2 separate regions of the Mus musculus genome follow, and region 2 is linked to region 1. The links are chromatin contacts, called in public promoter capture Hi-C maps. All regions are on one chromosome and are shown on one strand. The core of a region is the stretch at or near the end of the contact, and the rest is flanking DNA. Distances in the headings are between cores, read along the strand shown.

Region 1 (6,409 bases), core at 3,000-5,499:
CAGTCTTCAACTGTGTGTTGTGGGGCGATGTGCCTGATTGAGAGTGATGCCCACTACATGGATACAAACACCCCAACAACACTTAAAAGTTGAGAGAAAAATTTTCAGCCTTTGAGATTCAGTGCGCGATGATCGGCTCTTGGCAAGCAACAGTGTAGGCTGCTTAGCCAGTGCTGTGTGTAGTTAGAAAGGCATCTGAGGCTGAGATGGTGGCCAGGCAGGAACTTGGTTTATGTAAAGGGGCAGTTGCAACAAGAAAGGCATGTGCTACTCAAATCCTCCTCCGTGTTAGCCTCTGATTTGACAAGTAAATTAGGTAAGAGAAAGACAGAGAGATGGTAAAAATGATCAACGATACTTCTCAAGTCTAACCTTTAATACAAAAAGAGAGAAAAATCTGTAACTTAGCATGCAACAAGAAAGTATAATGATCAGGAATGCTGGGATTGAGAAACACCTTTAAACAAGTAGTAAGTGAGCCTGTCTCTGCTTTGTGAGACTGAGGGACAGGGGAGCAGATGGGATTAGTCTGACTCTTTGGAGGTAGAAAACCCGCAGAATTCGGTTACATTCGTAACTTCTAATCCTTACTTAAGGGAGAGCATAAACGGACACGAAGATAAGCCAGTGCCTGGTAGGTTAACATATCAGAGCCATTAGGAACATTTGGCTATCTCCATCTGAGGTTCCCACAAATAGCAGCGGCTGGAGGACCATAAAGGTGGAGAAACATGCTCTTGAGGGAACTAGGAATACGAGAAGCAGTCTTTGAACCCCAGTTCACTGATACAACCGTGTTCACAGAGGGGTTAAAGGAAAGGCTGATCCAGCAGGACCTTGAGGTAGATATAGAGCTTCAGCAGTTTTGCTGAGTCCATCAGTGGGGCACGATAGGAAAGGCTTTGGCAGATCTAAGTGACTTAGACCGGCATGTGAAGAGAGTCCAGAAAGTAAGAGAGCAACCTAGGGGAAGAACGACAAAGAGGAAGAAGTTGGTCTCCGATACTGTGGAGACAAATGTGCCAAGATTTGTACCGAGCTGGAATTGCTAAGGGATAACCTGTTAGAAAGCCACCAAACTGCTGAGGAGCTGCTGGGGGGCTTTTAAGCTGGAGCCAGAAGGTATCTCTAATAGAGGTGTCAGAGGTGCACGTGATCAGGCCTGGCCCAGGGGTAGTAACTATGGCCCAGATTGACTAAGGAGGGTACATTGCTCTCTAGCCAAAGGTTGTGCTCTCGGGGTGGAGATGGTTTGCCCAGTCAAGTTGTGGTAGATTGAGAGTCAACAATGATGGCTACAGCCACAATGTCAACTCAGGGCCACTCTGATCCAGGGACCCAGCAGGTGCTGCCAGGGAGAACAGGGTTTCAGGCTAAGTAGGTCTGAGCACATTGACAGGTAGGAAGGCTCCATGGAAGAGCTCCAGGCTGTGAAAATGGCTCAGAGAGAAGGATTAGGATTATAAAAACCCAGTTAAAGCCTCCTGTTCAGGCTTTCTACCCAGCCTTGGTCTGCGGACCAAGGAAGCAATTGATACAAGCAGATGCGACCTTTCCTGTTGGATTCAACCCTGCCTCACACCCAGACTTTGTTTATGTTTCACTTTAGTGTCTGAGCCTCTGGGGTCACCTGGTACTTGCTCCGAATACATGACAGCAGACGTTCAGGGCGCTTCACCAAGGTTATCTTTGTAACTCCACCTTTTGTTTTGGGATGATGATTTGGAATGTTGCCTTGTCCTGCCCATCCTTAAAAATGGTTTTGTTATGTAGTGACATATATATATATATATAGATACATATACATACATATATATGTATATGTATCTATCTATACATATATATATATATGTATGTATGTATGTATGTATGTATAAAACCTGTGAGTGTTGCAGATTTGGAAAGGCCCTGGAAAGACAACTAGGTACAATGGTACTTCCACTTGTCTACAACCAAAGTGGCTGGGTAAATTGAAAGGAAAAAAAATCTCAAGTTTCCCTATATGGGTAGAAAAGGGCACTCCCAGAGGACATAATCCAATGATTATTAATGAAGATCCAATGCTAGGGTTGTTCTACCTCCTGTGAGTTGTTAGCCAGGGAAGCCCCTGAGACCCCCCCAAAATGTAAAGGCTATTGCTACTGCTGTTGGTTGTATGCCAGAACTAGTTAGTCAGATCCCATTGCTGAAGATACTGAGTATGCAGGATGAGACTGCAGGACATGAAGGAGTTAAGCTGGGACTGAACGACCATCTTGCTGGGTGGCTTTCATAGTGCCAGTTGGGGCTATATAGGGTGCTAGTAGAGAACTGTCAGCAACATTCTTGTTTGGCTGTGGACCCTACATGCAAAATACCAACATTGCAGCCAGGGTGTGCTTGTTTGTGCAGTAGCTGCTTCACAGCCTTTCCATTTGATTTAAGGCCTGTTCTACAAGACAGGGTTTATATCTGGTATTGTAAGCCAGAGCAAAAACCTGTGACTGGGGAGGTCATAGGTCTCAATGGGGAAGCAACTTTTATGGTTTTAGCTGTCTTCAGACACACTAGAGGAAGGCATCGGATCCCATTACACATGGTTGTGAGCCACCATGTGGTTGCTGGAAATTGAACTCAGGACCTCTGGATGAGGAGTCATTGCTCTTAACTACTGAACCATCTTTCCAGCTGCTTATGGATATGATATACCCGTGGCACTGCCTTCTAAATGTGTGTCTGCACTCGTAGTTCCCTGTTAGCAGCCTCAACTCACTGCTCCTGAGAACAAGTGGCCAACTGTTGTGGCGCAGTGTCCTGATTCTTAGCCTTGGTTCTACTGTATATCCGAAACTAGTCCTTTTTTATAGAGCTCCTCCTGCCTTAGCCTCCTAAGAGTGAACTATTGAGGCCTACTTATTCTGGGCTTTGTTCTCCCTGCTACATGTCCCAGCCTGTCAATACTAGGTATTTTTAAAATTGCAGATCTTAGGTCCCTATTGCTCAGCCTTGACTAGATTCTAGGCCAGCCCTGCCTCGTCACATCCATAGAATCAAAGTTACATGATACAAGTATGACTACTTTCTTCCTTCCAAAGCATAGATCTCATAAGTAGACTGTGTCAGGTGTTATTTATTCCTTTCTTGGGGACTGGGGTGGGAGGCATCCATTGCTTTTGCCCACTGCCTAATATATTTTTAAAAACACATTTCTTACTTGCAAATAATATTTTTATTACATGCATGGGTATTTTGCCTGTGTATAACTCTGTGTACTCCGTGCATGCCTGGTGCCTGGAGAGGGTGTTGGATTCCCTGGACCTGTCCATTATATTTCTTGTTAATTATGTGGTCTTGGCCTTTTTTTTTTTTTAAGGCATGCACCACCTCATCCATTTTGACTCCTGCATTTTAAGTGTATATAAAGATAGCGCAACCTAAAAGTGATGACCAGAGCCAACCAAGTCCATTCAGAGAAATCGGTTGAAATCGGTTGGGATTGTTACTACTGCCTTTGCATATTGGCTTTATTAGTCTTGCACTGAGCGACTGCCAATGCCTTTACCTCTGGAGCACTGGGATCAAAGGCCAGGCCAGCACCGTGCCCTGCTTTATTGAGGGTCTTGAGCTGCCAGCTTACCAGTTATGTTGTTTGTTTCTTTTGTTTTGTTTTGTTTTTTGGTTTTTTTTTTTTAGTGGCATAGGAGAAAGTTTATTGTGGATAAAACAGAGGAATAGTCAGAGGCAGGGGCATCTGGGAGAGTCCAGAGTGGACACGCTCCTGAGTTCTGTGAGAACAGAGTGAGGAGGGGAACCAGGTGCAAGAGCCAGGAGGCCCAAAGATAGATAAGCTGCTGACACTCCGTGGTGGGGCTTTAGGTGCAAGCTACAAGTCTGAAAGCATTTTGGGTATCTGGAGAAAGTACCAGGGCCTAACACACTACTTACGTAATTGACTAAGAACAAGGAAAAGTGTGTTGACAGTGCAGAATTATTGGTACTCACCTCACTGAAAGACACAGCCTGAACACAAGCAAGAAAACCCCAAAAGCAGGGGTGTGTCTGCTGGGTCTTTTGCATAGAAACTAGCTATGGCCTTTACACTCGTGGCAAGTCGAGGTTGGTCAGAGCTCATGATCTAATGAGCTTCTGTCTTCTCTTTCAGGAAGACTTTACTCAGTATTCCCAGGGCTTTAGCTTGTATTTGTCCTCTTCCATCTGACCATGTTTGTTAGTTGCCGTGACGACTGTTGCCCCACCTCTTTGTGTTGACCCAAGTCCTCATGGACACTCCTGTATTCATTCCTTTCGTGGTGCTAAAGTCCTACCCAGCTGTTGAGTAGTAATACTGAAAAGGCAAGGCAGACTGACTGTTCAGAAAGGTCTCAGCTCTCAGAAAAGAAGCAGTCCAGGGTGAGTCATGTGAAGGGAGGTGGAAAGAACCACACCTTCCACAAACCTCCTGAGAGACTGGTTCACTGCTTATATCTCAGGGATGTGGGCCGCCTGGAATGCTGTAAGTCCAGGGCCATCGTTAGCCCCATAATAGCTGCTTATTACCTGCCTCTGCATGAGACCTCGCATCTCTGGGACTATTAGGTAGTTGTTTGGAATGTACCAATCCCAGGCCCCCACCAACCAAAGGCTAAGGATGCTATCAGCATCTGAGACTTGTAGCTGAGATTCCGGTTTACCGTCTCCACCTACCTGATGTTCCACCAGCAAATGTGAAAGAGGAACATGGAATTTGGGGTAACTCCAGAATAAAATATTTTACTCCTTTGAGATAAGAGTAGTGGTTTTGGGGGTTGGAGAGATGGCTCAGCAGTTAAGAGCACTGGCTGTCCTCCCAGAGGTCCTGAGTTAAATTCCCAGCAACCACATGGTGACTCACAACCATCTCTAGTGAAATCTTGGGCCCTCTTCTGGCATGCAGGCGTACGTGCAGATTCTCATACATTAAATTAAAAAAAAAATAAAAACTTTTAAAACAGTGGTTTTGTTTTGTTTTGTTTTTTGTCTTCTTGTTGTTGGTTTTGTTGTTGTTGACAGTCATTTGATTGTGCAAGAAGCTTACCACTTTTTTTTTTTTAAAGAATAACATTCAGGAGGCAAGTGGATCTTTGTGAGTTTTAGGCCAGCCAGAACTGCATAATAAGACCTTGTCTTTAAAAAAGAAAAAAAAATAAGTTAAAAAAATTCTGTGTATTTGTGGTGTGTGTATTATATGTATATATGCATGCATGCATGTATGTATGTATGTATGTATGTATGTATGTCAGAGGACAAATCAGGAATCAGATCTTTCCTGCCAGGGATCAAATCATTTCATCAAATCCTGATGCAAGTACCCCTCTACCTGCTGTGTCCCTCACTAACCCCAACACTGATCATTATCTGAATTCCTGCACAAAGTTCAGAGGCCAGGACTGACCCTGGGATACAGAGGCCCGAGGTTCAGGTTTGATGAATGTCCTTGTAAAGCAGTAGGCAATACTGGGGAGAGAGGATAAGTCAAACTAATAGAACTGGTATGAAACCCACTAGAGGGAGACCAAGAGGGGAGAGCAGAAATGCATTGCCCAGTCAGAAACAAGGGCAGGCATGGATGCCAGGCCTGAGGAGGACTAGAAGCCAGGTGGAGAAGGGACAGCATGATTCCCTGAGATGACGACATGGAGGAACTTGTAGCAGCTAAGACCTTAGCATCTTCCCAACCATCGTTCTTGGCAGTGACAAGATAACCTCACCAGGCTGGAAGTTGGGCTTGCTTGCTTCCCCTACCCTCTTGCCCTCATCTTTGTGTCTTGTCTCTAAGGATTCTGGCTCTATGGTGCTCACCCTACTTCTGCCATTCCTAGCACCTAAGACCACTGCAGATAACATGGTGTGGCAGTCTCACAGAGATGTGAGAGTGAAAGTAACTAGAACCTAATCTTTTTGACCATCCAGAGAGGGCTAACCTTAAATGAGAGACTCCGACCATGTCACACCCCAAATTCCAATCTTGGCCTTCAGGTTCTCTACCATCCTGCAACTGCCCTCCATCTTTAGGCTCTCTCACCCTGGTGCTTGGAATTACTGTGAGGTGACTGCAGTTTGTGCTCCTTCTCTGCTTCCCTCCCCCACCTCTCCCCCCACCCCCCAGTACCTATAACTTCCTTAGCATCACTTTTGAGACTGGCCCTGAGTGTGGTCCACGCATTTTAACCAAATATACGTATTAGTGTTATCTGCAAGCGAAATCATACAATCAAAATAACTGGAGAAAGTATGGAATATGGAAGATACTGTTAAGCTCTGTAAAAAGACAGATGTTGCAGGATTATTTCAACTCCCTTGAATACAGATGTAACTGCAGTTTTTATCTTTAAAGCTGCTGTACTCCCGAGCTTTGGCACCAAAAGACATTTTGGAGGCATTAGCCTATTCT
Region 2 (5,863 bases), core at 1,311-3,810, 240 kb after region 1:
CTCTGCTAGGTCCAACAGATGACTACACATTGATGGATAATTCCAGCAAAGACATCTGGCTCAAAATAGTACTTTTTTGGTGGTGGGGTGTGTCTTTGCTTTCGAGGCAAGGCTTCATCATGTAGCCCTGGCTGGCCTGAAACTTGTTGTGTATTCTAGGCTGGCTTAAAATTACGGTAATATCTTGCCTCTTGAGAACTCTCATGGGGTAGACCAGCAGCTTTCCCCACCGAACCTAGTCCAGTTACACTTGAGGACTTCAAACACCTGTCAGGGAATTTGGGCCTAACTGTTTGGGTGGGGAGAGACTGACTTTTTTTTTTTTTTTCAGTAAAGAATGGTCAGCTTTCAGTGTAGGATGGCCTAAAGGAGGCACTTTCTACCTCCCTACTATCCACTGGGTTAAAGGTATTGTGTATGGAAAACCTGGACTCTCTGGCCAGGTCCCATACACCACTGCCAGCTTCTGGTAGAGAACCCTTCTCTGTGGCTGAAACCTTTCCTACCTCCCATACTGGTGATTTTGCAGGTTCAGGAGACGGAACCACCAAAGAATCGAAAGCCAGCAGTCCTATTCCCCTTGGCTCCAGAGGAAACCTCCTTCCTGTCCCCTTATCACCCTATCCTGGTGTATGCTCATCCCTTACACAGGAAGTGCTGGAGGTCGGCTCTGACAACTCAGAAAGCACAGGGCTCTCTGGCTTTCTTTTACCCATATCTTTAAATAGATAACTATTGAGCTTCTTAATGTGTGAGCTTTCCTCAGGTTGAACCGAACTATTGGTTAACACTATAAACACACCCCCACCCCGCCCTTGTGTAATTAGGCCATCTGCACTAGGCCCATTGCAAAATATCTTCAGTTTTTCACAACATATGAAAGAGTTTAAGCTCGAATGCATCATCAATAATAAAAAACTTTATGATAGTAAAAAAAATCCATTTATTTCCAGAATATCAAAAGTAGTTATTGGAGCTGAGACAATTTGTGTTTAAGATTGAAACTCCCAAGGATTTAAAGAGGTTTAGCTAAAAAAAAAAAAACCCAAAAAACAATTGACTACGTGATACTTCCTAGGCCTAAGAATCCTACTCCTTCAGTTGTAGGTTCCAGAAATTGTTTCCTAATGTTTTCTTTTTAACTATTTTGGGGCTGGAGAGTTGGTTCAGTTGTTAAGAGCACTTACTGCTCCTGCAGAGGACCCAGGTTCAATCCCAGGCATCAACATGGTGGCTCACAACTCTATGTAACTCCAAGCCTAGGGAATCTGGTATTCCCTTCTTACCTCCTCAGATCTACAGTACACACAATTTCATGCAAGCAAAACCGTCATGTACATAAAATAAAAAAATAAGTCAATCTTACAAATAGACTTCATTTTTATTTATATGTATGTGTGTTTTCATGAGTGCATGCCACATTTCTGTGTGGGTACCCAGAGGTCAGAAGAAGGCATCAGGGTCCCCTGGACTAGAGTTACAGATGGTTGTGAACCACCTGATGTGGGTACATGGAGCCACACTTGGGTTCTGTGCAAGGGCAGGAAGTACTCTGAACTGCTGAGTCATCTTTTCAGCTCCTAATTAAAAAAAAAAAAAGCATTGTATTTAGTGTGTGTGTATGTGTGTTTGTGTACATGCGTGTGCTCTTGCTCACTGTAGTAGACATGTGGAGGTCAAAGGACAAATTGCAGGAGTCAGGTCTCTCCTACCATGAAGGTACCAAACTCAGGGCACTGGGTTTTGGGATAATGATGCTTTTACCTGCAGAACCATTTCACCCATGCAGAACTTTAAAAGCCTTTTATTCTACTTCCTGTCCAGAAATATACTGGGCATGATGGTGCAAACCTATAACCCTAGTACTCAGGAGGCTCTCAAGTGTGGTGCCAACCTGGGATGTGTAGTGAATTCTGGGCTGTCTGGGACCACAGTGAGGTTACCTGAAAACAAACAAACAAGCAAGCAAGCAAACCCCACACAGAGAAACACCTAAATGATAGCAAACCAAGCCCAAAATCAGGGGGTAAAACTTTCAGAAACATTCCAATTAAGTTTCAAGTCATGGTCTGTGCCATATTATGGCAGTGCTAATAAAACAGAAAGCCACTCAATAGCACTGGTGTTGCAATCCCTCCAGGTCCGTCCTCAGTGTCCTAAAATGTGCTGAGTTGTGCTTAGCTAATCAGTAACAATACTCCATTCATTCCCAGGGCTGAGGACTAAAAAGCCCAGCACATTAGAATTCTCTTGAGAGAAGCTAGAATTTCAAAAAGTGTACTCATCACAAACTTTATACACTAGTCTTTACTTTTGGGAAATAGTTCCCAAAATACGGAGGCCAGGAGTGGGCATCAGGTGCCTTCTTCAATCCTTCTCTACCTTATCTACTACATTGAGGCAGGGTCTCTCACGTGAACCCAGAACTTGTTGATTGACTAGTCTATCTAGTCAGCTTGCTCTGGGGAGTTTCTGTCTCTGCCTCTCATGTACTGTTATCACAGGAGGGCTACCACATACTGTTTATGTAGGAGCTTGGTAGAGACCGGACTCTGGCCTCCATGCAGGGCCGTTCTAAACAGGAAGAGGGAGACTAACTGTACAAGTGTTAACTAATGCTTCTGAGAGGAGATGAGGCATTAACAAGCCGGATAGTTATCTATCTGAAGACACCCTTTGGTTACCAGGCTTCATGACAAAGTGTCTCTCTGCTACAGATGTCTTTTGTTCTGAAGTAAAGAAGGTAATCTCCTGCAACTATCACCAATAGCTGAAAGAGCAGGATTAGGCCGAGGAACAAAAAATTTACTACAATTTTTTTTTTTTCTTTTCGAGACAGGGTTTCTCTGTGTAGCCCTGGCTGTCCTGGAACTCACTCTGTAGACCAGGCTGGCCTGGAACTCAGAAATCAGCCTGCCTCTGCCTCCCGAGTGCTGGGACTACAGAATTTTTTCCTTAAAAGGGATTTTTTGGACTGACCCCTTCCTTCCTTATGGTTAAGAACTAGCATTATTACTTAGGTTCATTTAGAAGATAAAGAAGCAAACTAGGAGACAAAGTCTCTCTGTAAGGTCACACCATTAAAAAGAAGCCAACTAAGAATTTAAATCCTGGCGCACGCCTTTAATCCTAGCACTCAGGAGGCAGAGGCAGGCAGATTTCTGAGTTCGAGGCCAGCCTGGTCTAAAAAGTGAGTTCCAGGATAGCCAGGGCTACACAGAGAAACCCTGTCTTGAAAAACCAAAAAAAAAAAAAAAAAAAAAAAAAGAATTTAAATCCAAAGTGCAACTCTCCTCTCCTAACAAACTCCAACTCTTAATGCTAACTTTTGAATTTTTTTTTCCCAGAAAGTCACCCACAGACAGGGAATCATATCTTCACTTTGTAGTTTTCTTTTCAATTCTTCTAAGCTGGGACAACAAATGAAATCATTCAGATTGAGCCCTGGAGTCCACTACACTTTCAAATTGTATTAAATTACTTAGTGGAGTGACCTTGGCAAATTATTCAACTTAGTATATGACAGCTCTCACATCTGAAAAATGGAGTTGTAGCTGGGCGCTGGTGGTACACACCCAGGGCCTCATACATGTTCAGCATGGTCTTTTACTGAGCTATATCCATCCTCGGCCAGAAAGACATTGAAATTATTATGACTATTTATGTGCACGTGTATAAGTCCACCACCTGTGCACATACCCATGGAGGCCAGAAGATCCTCTGGGTCCTTTGGAGCTAGAGTTACAGATGGGAGTGAATGGACTAATATGGGTGCTGGGAACCAAACTTGGCTTCCTGAAGAGCAGAAAGTGCTCTTAAGTGCCGAGTCATCTCTCCAGCCCCAGCCAGAAACACTTTAACAAAGGGAGCAGGCTCAAGGTTTTGAGCCAACTGCAGTATGCTCATAGAGTTTTGGAATTAATACTTTTTATTTGAGTTATTTTTAAAAATAGTTACTTTCTATTGTATTGTTTTCTATTTAGAGTATTTTGATAATGTTTTCTTTTAAAATTAATTTAAGTGAAAGTAAGTCATTTCAATGAAAATGTTATAAAACACCAGGTATACAGTTTGGGAGAAAAAAAAAAAGGTCAATTGAAAACTATCTCATCCAAATCTCTACATTCTGTATTCTTTTACCTCTGTGTCCTCTGGAGGAATGTCAGTCTGTAACTAATTAACTATGATGAGTCAAACTTCCTAACACTATTAAAAGTGGAAAAACAGAAAACCCAACATTTAAAGTTTAACCGGACTACCTTATTTGGGGAGCTTCTTCAAAACTTTTTTTCTTTCTCTGCTCCAAATCAGAATCAGTTTTCCTCCCTTTCATTTGGTTTCTCATCCCATTAAGTTCCATCTCCAATCCTATTATAATAATTACTGCTTTGACACATGGGACTGTTATTTCTCTTGATATTAAGGGAGCTAGGGTTTGAGTTCAAGCCAAGATGTCACTTGCACACTGTATTTCCTTGAAAAGATTGACCTTGAGCTGTCCTTTTGTAAAATGGAGAGACAACTTAAAGGTAGTTAGTTGTCATAGTGCCTGTCATGTAACATTTGCTACATTACTGCTTCTTTTCCTTTTATAGGTGAAGGCCTATGTCGGATTACTTCTTACACATTTTTGAATCAGCTAAATACTTGGCATGCACTACACATCTTCTACAGTACTAATGTTGCAGCCGAAGAAAATCTTCAGTTTTGATTGACAGCAAAGAGACACTGTGTCAGAAATGACTTTTTCAAAAGGAATTGGCTCTAGATACGTTTTAGTGAAGACTTAGAAGTTAGAGAGGAGAAAGTTATATAAGATACAATACAGTGATTTTTAAAGCTGAGGTATTTTGAGGAACAAGGTTTTAAGTTAAGTGTGCTGGTCTTCACGTCAGCACTAGGAATGCTCAAACAGGAGAACAGCAGGTTCTAGGTTAGTCTGAGCTACAAAGTTAGTCTGTCCTTCATAGCACCCACAGAAGGAAGTGAAAAGAAAGTACCATTTCTATTTAAAAGCACTTCTGGTAAGCAGAGATAAATGCCAAAGGGTAGTTTTTATTTTTCCAGTACATATATGGTTAGCTCTAGTATATAGGATAATCTCAGAAGATCACCTTTGGTGTTACTTGCATTTGATATTAGTGGTAAATAGGCATGGATAAACCATTCATAAGCATCATTGCATTCCTACACGTTATAGAAGCCAGAGACTAGGATAGACATACAGGTATTTGCTGAGTACTGTCCAAATGAGACAAGCATATCTTGTAAATTAAGAAAGGGTTAGATCAAACTTCATGCTAGTAAAAGAAGCCTGTCACAGAGGACCAAACAGTGTATTATACTTTTTATAGCAAACGTCTTTAACAGATAAACCCTATAGTGATGGAGAGGAAATAAATGGGTGGTTGTAAGGAGCTGGGGAAAGATGCCATGTGGAATAAATGCTAATGGTATAAACCTTATTTTAGGTTGGATGTAAATGTTTTGAGAATAGAAAGTGATGATGGCTACACAACTTTTGGGCATAGTAAAAGCCACTGAATTGAACCCACTAACAGAATGAGAATTCTATGGGTTGTTTATTCTATCTTAATAAAATTGTTACAAAAACCAAAACTAGAAGCCACCAAGACGAAAGGCAAGGGGGTTGGGGTGATGCCACTTCTAACCAGAGAAAGCATGTAGCAAGCTCGCCTTCGGGGCCCCGGCAGCTCCAGATGGGGGCAAGATCTTAGGAGTGCAAGTTTCTGGTAGCACCAGGGCTCCCCCATTCTCTGAGGGATTTGGATACACTGTACTCTTTCTGAACTTAGTTTCTTCGCGCGTTCTAAGACTCTCTTTTGCTCGGACCAGCAGGGGC

The links. Capture Hi-C pulls out chosen DNA fragments and counts their contacts.
Region 2: a contact with region 1 is called in a promoter capture Hi-C map of liver. The contact joins two enhancer-like sites. A contact is called at or near these places in 2 of 484 Hi-C or Micro-C datasets (cortical neurons and nephron progenitors) and 3 of 9 other capture datasets (adipose tissue, liver and pancreatic islet).

What each region holds. Positions count from the first base shown.
Region 1 is chr15:34,250,277-34,256,685 of GRCm38.p6, forward strand. The region is part of intron 1 of Laptm4b (lysosomal-associated protein transmembrane 4B); the gene reads left to right. Among named protein-coding and RNA genes, the nearest start is that of Laptm4b, 15 kb to the left of the region's middle. Within about 2 kb of position 4,250, at least 59 of the 459 cell types and tissues checked have an H3K27ac peak or open chromatin away from gene starts, as enhancers often do. A contact at or near this core is called in liver, where this site is marked.
Region 2 is chr15:34,489,126-34,494,988 of GRCm38.p6, forward strand. The region is part of intron 1 of Rida (reactive intermediate imine deaminase A homolog); the gene reads right to left. Among named protein-coding and RNA genes, the nearest start is that of Rida, 3.2 kb to the right of the region's middle. Within about 2 kb of position 2,561, at least 24 of the 459 cell types and tissues checked have an H3K27ac peak or open chromatin away from gene starts, as enhancers often do. A contact at or near this core is called in liver, where this site is marked.